2 separate regions of the Sus scrofa genome follow, and region 1 is linked to region 2. A link is a contact called in public HiChIP or PLAC-seq data. All regions are on one chromosome and are shown on one strand. Each heading gives the region's core, a stretch centred on a gene start, on an enhancer-like site or on the middle of the called end of the contact. The rest is flanking DNA. Distances are from core to core; before and after follow the strand shown.

Region 1 (4,591 bases), core at 1,787-4,286, 150 kb after region 2:
AGATGCTTAACATCATTAATCAACAGGGAAAGGCAAATTAAAACCACAATGAGATATCACCTCATACCTGTCAGAATGGCCACCATCAAAAAGAAAACAAATAGGAGTGCCCGTTGTGGCTCAGTGGGTTAAGGATATCTGACATTACCCTAACCTGACACGTAGGTTGCAAATGCAGTTGGGATCCAGTGTTGCCATGGCTATAGCATAGGCATGCAGCTCCAGCTCCAATTTGACCCCTGGCCTGGGAATGTCAATATGATGCAGATGTGGCAGTAAAAAGAAAAACAAAACATAGCAAAACAAAAACCTCACTCAACTAGCCTTTCCCAATAAAGCAACCACTTAGGCTATAGCCAATCAATGCTTTCTTTTATTTGCTTCCTCATCTTCTCTGTAAAAACCTTTCCCTTAGCTCCTGTTAGTGGAGTGCCCCTAATTATTTTTGGTTTGGGGCTGATTTAAATTGCTATTTGCTCAAATAACTTCTTCAAAATTTTAGTGTAGCTGAGTTTCTCTTTTAACAGTTCATTGAGTGCTCTCTATGGGGTAGATTTAGTTCTGTAAAAGCATGATTCTCCAATTGTTAAACTCCTAAGTCTCAAGTGACTAGGTGACGGTCAAAGTTATTAAACACAGGTGGAAATGAAGACCACTCAAATAAGAGACTGCATCTCTTGCTATAAAGCAAGGGAATCAGCCATTATCACTTGCATTTGGCAGAAACTCAAAGGCAATCAGGGATGGGGGAAGCTTTATAATGAAAAAAAGAGGGGGGATGCTTCTGGTATTTTCTGATTAAAGGTGCTTGGCAAGGGAAGCTGGGGTGTGGTTGGTGTGTGTCTAAAATGGGAAAGTTGGCAGCTTTTGAGTAAATCCTGATCATTCTGAGCTGATTGCTCCAGAGGCTGTGGTTTGATTTCTTAAATGCGCCAGAGATTACTATCATGTATAGTCTGGCCATTGTCCATTTGTTAAGTCTCTCATGTACGGAAGCTAGGAGAATGATAGAACTGATTCCATGAAGATATGGTAAGTTGGAATTTATGTAATTTTGGGCGAAAGGGTAAAATAAAAATTAATGGATTGATATAAAACTGGCTAATGTTTCTCAGGGCAATGCAATTTTAAGCTTTGGGATTATCATTATTATTATTAGGACCACACCTGCAGCCTATGGAAGTTCCCAGGCTAAGGGTTGAATCCAGGCTATAACTGCTGACCTACACCACAGCCCCAACAATGAGGGATCCGAGTTGCGGCTGCGACCTACACCGCAGCTCAGGGCAACCAGGGGATCCCCGACCCACTGAGTAAGGTGAGGGATCGAATTCGCATCCTCATGAATACTAGTCGGATTCATTTCTGCTGCGCCACAACAGAATTATCTTTTGCTATGAATGACTGCTCCTTCTCCTTATTATACCTTATCAGTTTTCTTTTTTTTTCCACCAATCTCTGACTCTCCTGGGTTATGAACCCTCTGAGTCCTAATAAATTGTTATCCAAATGAAGTTACATTCCTGAGGGTGTCAGATGCAAGTGCATTTATTACAAAATCCTCTAGCATGAAATCAATTTTAAGAAGGCCACACAATCGGAGTTCCTGTCTTGGTGCAGTGTTTAACGAATCCGACTGGGAACCATGAGGTTGTGGGTTTGATCCCTGGCCTTGCTCAGTGGGTTAAGGATCCAGCGTTGCTGTGAGCTGTGGTGTGGGTCGCAGACGTGGCTCGGATCCCGCGTTGCTGTGGCTCTGGCATAGGCCAGTGGCTACAGCTCCGATTAGACCCCTAGCCTGGGAACCTCCATATGCCGCGAGAACGGCCCAAGAAAAGACAAAAAAAAAAAAAAAAAAAAAAAGCCACACAATCATCTTTTGGCTTTATTTTCATTTCTACTGAGCCACAAATGGGAACTCCTATTCCCAAGTTTTGAATAAAAATTTGCATATTATCTCGGAGTTCCCGCCGTGGCTCAGTGGTTGACGAACCCAACTGGTATCCATGAGGACGCGGTTCCATCCCTGGCCTTGCTCTGTGGGTTAAGGATCCAGCATTGCGGTGAGCTGTGGTGAAGGTCTTAGTCACAGATCAGATGCTGAGGTGCTGCGGCTGTGGTGTAGCTCTGAGTTGACCCTTAGCCTGGGAACTTCCATGTGCCATGGATGCGGCCCTCAAAAGACAAAAATAAATAAATAAATAAATAAAAAATAAAAAAATTTACGTATTATCTCATTCAATCTTCCCAAGAGTCCAATGCAAGTAACCCATTGTGCTAGGACAATTGTTATTCCCATTTACCAGATGAGAAAACTGAAACAGGTTAAGTAAGGTGAGGAGTAACCAGTTAAAGGACAGCCACAGAACAGTTGGGTACTGGCTTCAGGTTATAAGAGTTAGGAAAGGAGAGTTACAGAAAATCTGACACCGCAAACACATTGCTGGCTGTGCACAAAGCCAATCTTTTTCGTCGCTTTATTTCTACCCCTTTATGCTGCGTCTCAATCCAAAATCCTTTTCTAAGAGGGTTCACAGGGGTAGTGGTTAGGAGTTCGGAAACTGGACTTCAGGACAGGATTTGCCTTTGCTAGCTGTGCTGTCTTGAGCACACCATTTAGTTTCACTTGCTTTCTTGCTTCCTCGCTTGTAAAACGTCAATGTTCTTTTGACGTTTAGGTGATGGTGATTGGCATTTGATGTAAAGTCACAGAACACCTGTAGACAATAACTTGAAAACTCTCGTCGTCACTCGAATTGAGCAGATCCCAGCGCACGCTGCAGGAGGATCTATTAGCTTCATATTTCTACTCCTGTAAAAGAAAAATTTCTTCCCTCTTGGCAGCGTCTTCAGTACTCCCATCAAAGTCCCGCCCCCAGCCTCTCTCGGGCTGTCAAGGAGATCCGGGACGCCCCAGCTGGTTGACCCCCTCAGCTCTACCCAGGCGGGGCACGTGATGACGCACGCGCGTTCTCTGCGGCCGCCGCGCCGCCGCGGTGGCTGCCGGGACTGAGTTCAGAGCCGTAAGATCAGGAAGTGGCGGGCGGAGCCCGGGGCCGAGTCGCCTCCTCGGACGCCGCCGCCGCCGCCGCCAGTGCTAGGACCCCGACCTGGCGGGGCAGCGCTGGGCGGGCGTGCGGGCGGGGGCGCTGACGACGAACAGGAAGCGGCGGCCAAGCGGGCGTGGGTGGCTGGTCGCGGCGGAGGCGTGTGGGACGGCCCTCCTGGCTCAGGTGGGTGCTGCGGCGGCTGTGTGAGGGGCGCAGAACCCCGGCCTGTTGTTCCCGCGGGCCGCCTCCTCCCGGGGGTGAGCGGGTCTCCCACCACGCGGGAGGCTGGAGCTGCCCTTCCCTCCGCGAAGATCTTAAACCCGGTAATAACTTCTCGGGAGCATTGTCTTTTAGGCTGGGGGTTCACTGAGAAAACTTTTGGGTTGGAAAGAGGGGAAATTCGAATCTGAGAGCCGATTGTGCCTCTGCTTAGCCTTCAAGTTCATATTAGCAGTAGCTGCACCATCCCGGCGTGTGGAGTTTGGGGAACCACGTTGTCCGGCTAACTAAAGGCTGTGATTTCAGGCCCCTTCACGGACTTTTTTTTTTTTTTTCTTTTTCCACCTGCCTTTGGGAGACATTGTTTGGAAGGATTTCTAAACTTAGAGTTGTAATAGTTGTTTTTGCAAAGTTTGTTTTCCAAAACAAATCGCTGCTGTACTTTTTTTTTGCCGTTCGCCTCAACATTTCTGTTATTTAAGAGGTAAGCAGTCTGTGTTCTCAGCTTGCCGGCTATTCATAGCCATGTTGGCACCAGGCAAAGAGGCAAGAGAGGAAAAGTAGAAAAGTTGACGTCAAATGAAAAAGTGGAAAGAATGTGGGCTTTGGAGCCAGCAGATTTTCATTCGTTTTTGGCGTCTCAGTGGAAGAACACGTGAACTCAGTTGTGGCCATGTTGTTTTTTTTGTATTGTTTAATGTAAAATGGTCAGGGTGATGTCTCCTGTCTGCCACACAGTTCAGTACATGTCAAACCCTATAGATACTGAGTAGTCTGAAAAAAAGGAGCAAAAGTTAGATGGAGCATATGATGGTGGAAGATATTAAGCCTTCTGTTCCAGGTGCCATTAAACGTTACCCATACCACACAGGTCGTCTTTGTTTTGGAGGCCATATACCATCATTTCAGGTCTGGAGTAAGGAACACCTGATTGGGGAACCACAGTAGTTCCATTCCTGGTTCTGTTCTTTCAGCTGTGTGACCTTAATCATGTCCTCTTTTCACTTCAGATTTTACGTGTTAAAATAGGAATAAAGCAGAGTTCCCATCATGGCTCAGCGGAAACCAATCTGACTAGTATCCATGAGGATGCAGGTTCAATCTCTGGCCTCACTCAGGGGGTTAAGGATCTGGCGTTGCACTGAGCTGTGGTGTAGGTCGAAGATGCACCTCGGATCCCGAGTTGCGGTGGCTGTGGTGTTTACCAGCAGCTATGGCTCCAGTTCAACTCCCAGCCTGGGAACCTCCATATGCTGTAGGTGTGGCCCTAAAAAGACAAAAAAAAAAAAAAGAAAAAGGAATAAAACAAAATACCTGTTATA
Region 2 (4,550 bases), core at 1,504-4,003:
GTTGCTGCAGATAGGCACACTGTCTGCAGAAGCACAATGGTGATTCTCTAGATGCTATGCATAGATAGTTGATGCCAAGCTTCGTCAATGCTAATGATTGTTAAATGCCTAAAGGTCAGAATAAAAGCTTAACCAGCTACAGGCTATGTGACTTTTAAAATGGTAAAAAACTATATCCTGCACCTACAACCCCCTCATCACTTGATGTAAGCCTAAAGAGCACAATAAAAGCAGTGTGGTTTCTTGAGGCAGCACTCTTGGTCCCTGAGACCTTGAGTCCCCTGGTTCCCACCTTTAATTAAGGTAAATGTCTCTGTGTCTTGTTTTGTTTTGTTTTGTTTTGTTTTTTGTCTTTTGTCTTTTTGTCGTTGTTGTTGTTGTTGTTGCTATTTCTTGGGCCGCTCCCGCGGCATATGGAGGTTCCCAGGCTAGGGGTTGAATCGGAACTGTAGCTGCCAGCCTACGCCAGAGCCACAGCAACACGGGATCCGAGCCGCGTCTGCAACCTACACCACAGCTCACGGCAACGCCGGATCGTTAACCCACTGAGCAAGGGCAGGGACCGAACCCACAACCTCATGGTTCCTAGTCGGATTCGTTAACCACTGCGCCACGACGGGAACTCCACTGTGTCTTGTTTTACGTTAACTTTCTCTTAAGTTTCACAGCACCCGTTCTTCAGCCCTCACCTACCCTCAGCTGCTGAGCTGGTCTCAGCAAAAGTATATATATATATGACTGGGTCACTTTGCTGTACAGCAGAAAATGACACAACATTATAAATCAACTATAATTTAATAAAAAAAAAGAAATATTTAAGAAAAAACACTTAGGAGTTCCCATTGTGGCTCAGAGGGTTACAAACTTGATGTAGCCTCTGTGAGGATGTGGGTTCAATCCCTGGCCTCACTCAGTGGATTAAGGATCTGGTGTTGCTGTGGCTGTGGCCTAGGGCTCCGATTCGACCCCTCACCTGGGAACTTCCATATGCCGCAGGTGCGGCCATTAAAAAACAAACGACAAAAAAAAAAAAAAAAAAAAAACACTTAGACAGGAAGCACTCAGAAAACACTCTTATTTGCTCTATAGCATAACTTGACTAAACTTTTCAGAACCACTATTCTCACAAACACCTCCCTACTCTCAAGTCTAAAAACATTCTCTCATGTTAATTCCAAATACATCTGCTTCTATGTCGAGGGACACCCACCCCCAACACTATCCATAGTTCCCATTTCTTCTCAAGACATATTTTCTATTCTCAATCCATCTTCTCTGGGAACTTTGAAAATATGTTCTTACTCTCATTTTCATTCTGAACTTACCAGGTGTAGCTGAAACAGCCTCCTTTCAACCTTTGTAGACTAGCCTCCTCAGAGACTGCAAATCTATTGCAATCTTACAGATACCCCTCCTATTCTGTACGTATTGTTTTACCACCTTTTCATGTTCTGTCTTGCAGTTGGTTTGCTGCTGTTTACAAGACACTTGAGAACAGGAGCTCTTCCAGCCTTATTTTCCACCATAGGACCTATTTCGGTTATTAGGAGTATTTGTAGCTTTCCAAAGAGACCATGGTCTTGCACACATTTGTTCTCCGCCACTTTCCAAAAAAAAAACCCAAAATCCTGAGAACTCCTTTCCTCTTTTCCAGGGAACTCCAAAGTGTTGCTTAGGGAGAAGGTTCAAAATTCAGTTGAAATGCCACCTCTCTCAGGGTTTCCCTAGTGGTCCAGTGGTTAAGACTCGGCCCTTTCGCTGATGCTGCTGGGGTTTAGTCTCTGGTCTGAGAACTGAGACCCCGCAGCAAACCACTGCAAAAGGAAAAGAAAAAAAATGCCACCCTTCTAAAGTTTTCTGTAGCTATTGCCTAGGAGGGATAAGGCAAGAAACAGAGGAACATGGCTCCCAAACTCTACTGTTGGATAAGCACTTGTAGAATTTAATCATGATAACCTGAAAAGGGCTTATTGCCCCCTTTTAACAGATGATGAACTTGAGGCTGGGGGAGCTTTGGTGATTGTCCAAGGACCTGGCTGGGAGGCTAGCAATGCCAAGAGGGAGCTGGAGGGAGTTCTTGCCTTCAGATACAAGAGGCTGCCTCCCATTTGGGTTCAGTGGCAATAATCTGCAACTATAATATAGGAAGTCAACTTGGTAAGCATTAGCTGTTCAAGAGATCTGGCAGTTAGCAGTTGCTCATTAAGTATCTGTTGCATGAACAAATCATGAGAATTCAGTAAACACTGCAGTCAACTCCGTGGAGGATGAGGGAGCTGGGACACTGATTGGTAAAACACAGAGCTGTCATCTCATCTTTCTGATGCTGAAAGGGGGGATTCGAGATGTCAGTGCCTCACAGCTAGTTCATAACAGAGGTAAGACTAGAAAGAATTTATTTTTTTTCTCAACAAATGTTGACCACCTGCTATGGGAGAGTGATAGATTCTGAGGAGACAATGTTGTCAAGGAGGGGGACAAGCTTTCCAATCCCCTCTACAGAACGCTAAAATAAAAAGAAGAAAAAAAGGGGGAAAAAAGCACTGCAGGAAACTATAGTGGGTACAGACTTGCGTAAAATTATGTAAAGAAAGAACTGGGAGAGCTTGGTCGATAAAGTGCAAGATGGAAGGGAAAGGGACCGTTTCTCCGCCGAGCCACACGGGGGCGCTGTACCCCTCCTCGAGTCCCGGGCTCCGGCGGCACCGCCTGCTAACCTTTTCCCGGCGGAAATGCCCGGGCGATGACGGAAACCCAGAGGGAGGGGAAAGAAAGAGCGAGAGAGAAGGGGCAAGGGAATCCAGAGCAGCGGGCGGGCGGGAGGCGGCGGCGGCGGCAAGTGGCCATAATCCGGCGGGAGCTGCGCGGAAGTCCCGCACCTCCCCGCGCCCTCCAGTGACGCCCAGGGCGCGCGGCCCGGCGGGCCAGGGCGGGCGGGGGTCTCCCGAAGGCCGCGCGCCAGGAGCCGCCCGCGGGGCTCGGGCGGGGCGCGGGGTCCGGGGCCGCGCTCCCCCACTCCTTCCTCTCCCACTGGGAGCTGGCGGCGGCGGGCGAGGGGAGCGGCGCGAGGGGCGAGGGCGGGCGGGGAGGGGGGCGGGAGACGGCGGGGGAGGGGCTCGGGTCGCCATGGACGACAAGGCGTTCACCAAGGAGCTGGACCAGTGGGTCGAGCAGCTGAACGAGTGTAAACAGCTTAATGAGAACCAAGTGCGGACCCTATGCGAAAAGGTAAGAGAGAAAATTGGCGAGATGCGGCCGGCGTGCGACAGGCTGGGTGGGGGCTGGGACCTATCCTCTCCCCTCTCCCTCCTCTCCCCTCCCCCCTCCTTCCCCTCCCCCTTTCTCCTCCCCCCCTCCCCCCCACCTCTTCTCCTGGCCTGCTTGTCCCTTGTCCGGCGCGTCCGTCTGGGACCTGCGGGGCTGCGTCTCCCACTCGGGCAGCCTCCCCCGGGAGGAGCCGGGCTGTTCCTGGACCCCCTGGAGACCCAGCACCCGGCTGGGGTTGGAAGCTCCCAGTCCTGGCCTAAGGGGTCCGGGGTAGGTGGGCGGGGGCAACGTGGCACCCGGAATCCACTCCTGGAGTGATTGGGGCGCCGACTGTTTTCTGGGTTTTGCTGACACTCCAGTATTTCCGTGCGGACTAGCAATCCGCGCTTTAGCTGGCTGGCAGGGTAATCTAGGCAATCTCGTAGTTGAAAATGAACCTGGACGTTGTGAATCTCAAGGCCCTTGATATAATAAACGTAGCCGTTTTCTCAGGTGACTCGGTCCTTCAGAAATCATCGAGTTGAAATGTATCAAGCATTTGTTTATAGAGAGGTGGGTGTGATGGCGGACTGTGATTTTTAAAATAGAAGTTGACTTTGGTTGAGACAGATGGTGACTGGTCTTCTTCAATTGAGAAGCTCTCTGGAAGCAAAAATGTTGATTTTCAGAAACAGGACGGCTAGTCTTAAGTTTGGCAACACTGCTTGCATGAAATGATCAATGGGTACGTGTTTTACGTGCAGGGTAACACTTTTCAGAAAGTTATTTCTATTACATATTTAAGTTGTTTTTTTCCAAAAAGTAGTAAAATATGCAGGCAATTAACTGTTTACAGTCGCTGTTGATTGTGTGATTTTAGGCCACTTTCTGAGTCCTATATTCGTTGTTTTCTTAACCTCGAATTATTTCAGATTTTACAGTTTATTTTTCTCATTCCACCTTTTTTTTGGCCTAAATAATATTAATACATTTTTATGTAAAAAGGTTCATATGAAGGAGTAACAAAGTTATTTATTCTTTAATGCTTTTGATTGGTTTGTATTTTTAAGCCATGACCCATAAGACTTTCTTGATCATTGTGTTTGTAAGCCGGGATGCCTCCGAAAAGCATTGAAGAAGGAAAGATTTTGTCAATGTTGTTTATAGCACACCCTTAAAATTAAGCATCTTAGGAATGGAGGAGTAATAGCTGTTTTGTTGTTGTTGTTTTCCTTTTTATGGCCGCATCCAAGCATATAGAAGTTCCCTGGGCCAGGGGTTAAATCTAAACTGTAGCTGTGGAG

The links. HiChIP or PLAC-seq counts read pairs in DNA pulled down with a chosen protein or histone mark.
Region 1: a contact with region 2 is called in an H3K27ac HiChIP or PLAC-seq map of skeletal muscle. The contact joins the promoter of GTF2E2 here to the promoter of PPP2CB in region 2. A contact is called at or near these places in 2 of 5 promoter capture datasets (fetal liver and liver), 4 of 47 Hi-C or Micro-C datasets (embryonic fibroblasts, heart right ventricle and skeletal muscle) and 2 of 2 datasets of contacts at active chromatin or transcription factors (alveolar macrophages and skeletal muscle).

What each region holds. Positions count from the first base shown.
Region 1 is chr15:54,441,444-54,446,034 of Sscrofa11.1, forward strand. GTF2E2 (general transcription factor IIE subunit 2) reads left to right here and starts at 3,037. Exons shown (of 9, transcript NM_001244861.1): 1 at 3,037-3,233.
Region 2 is chr15:54,293,033-54,297,582 of Sscrofa11.1, forward strand. PPP2CB (serine/threonine-protein phosphatase 2A catalytic subunit beta isoform) reads left to right here and starts at 2,754. Exons shown (of 7, transcript XM_021075810.1): 1 at 2,754-3,228. The coding sequence starts at 3,127.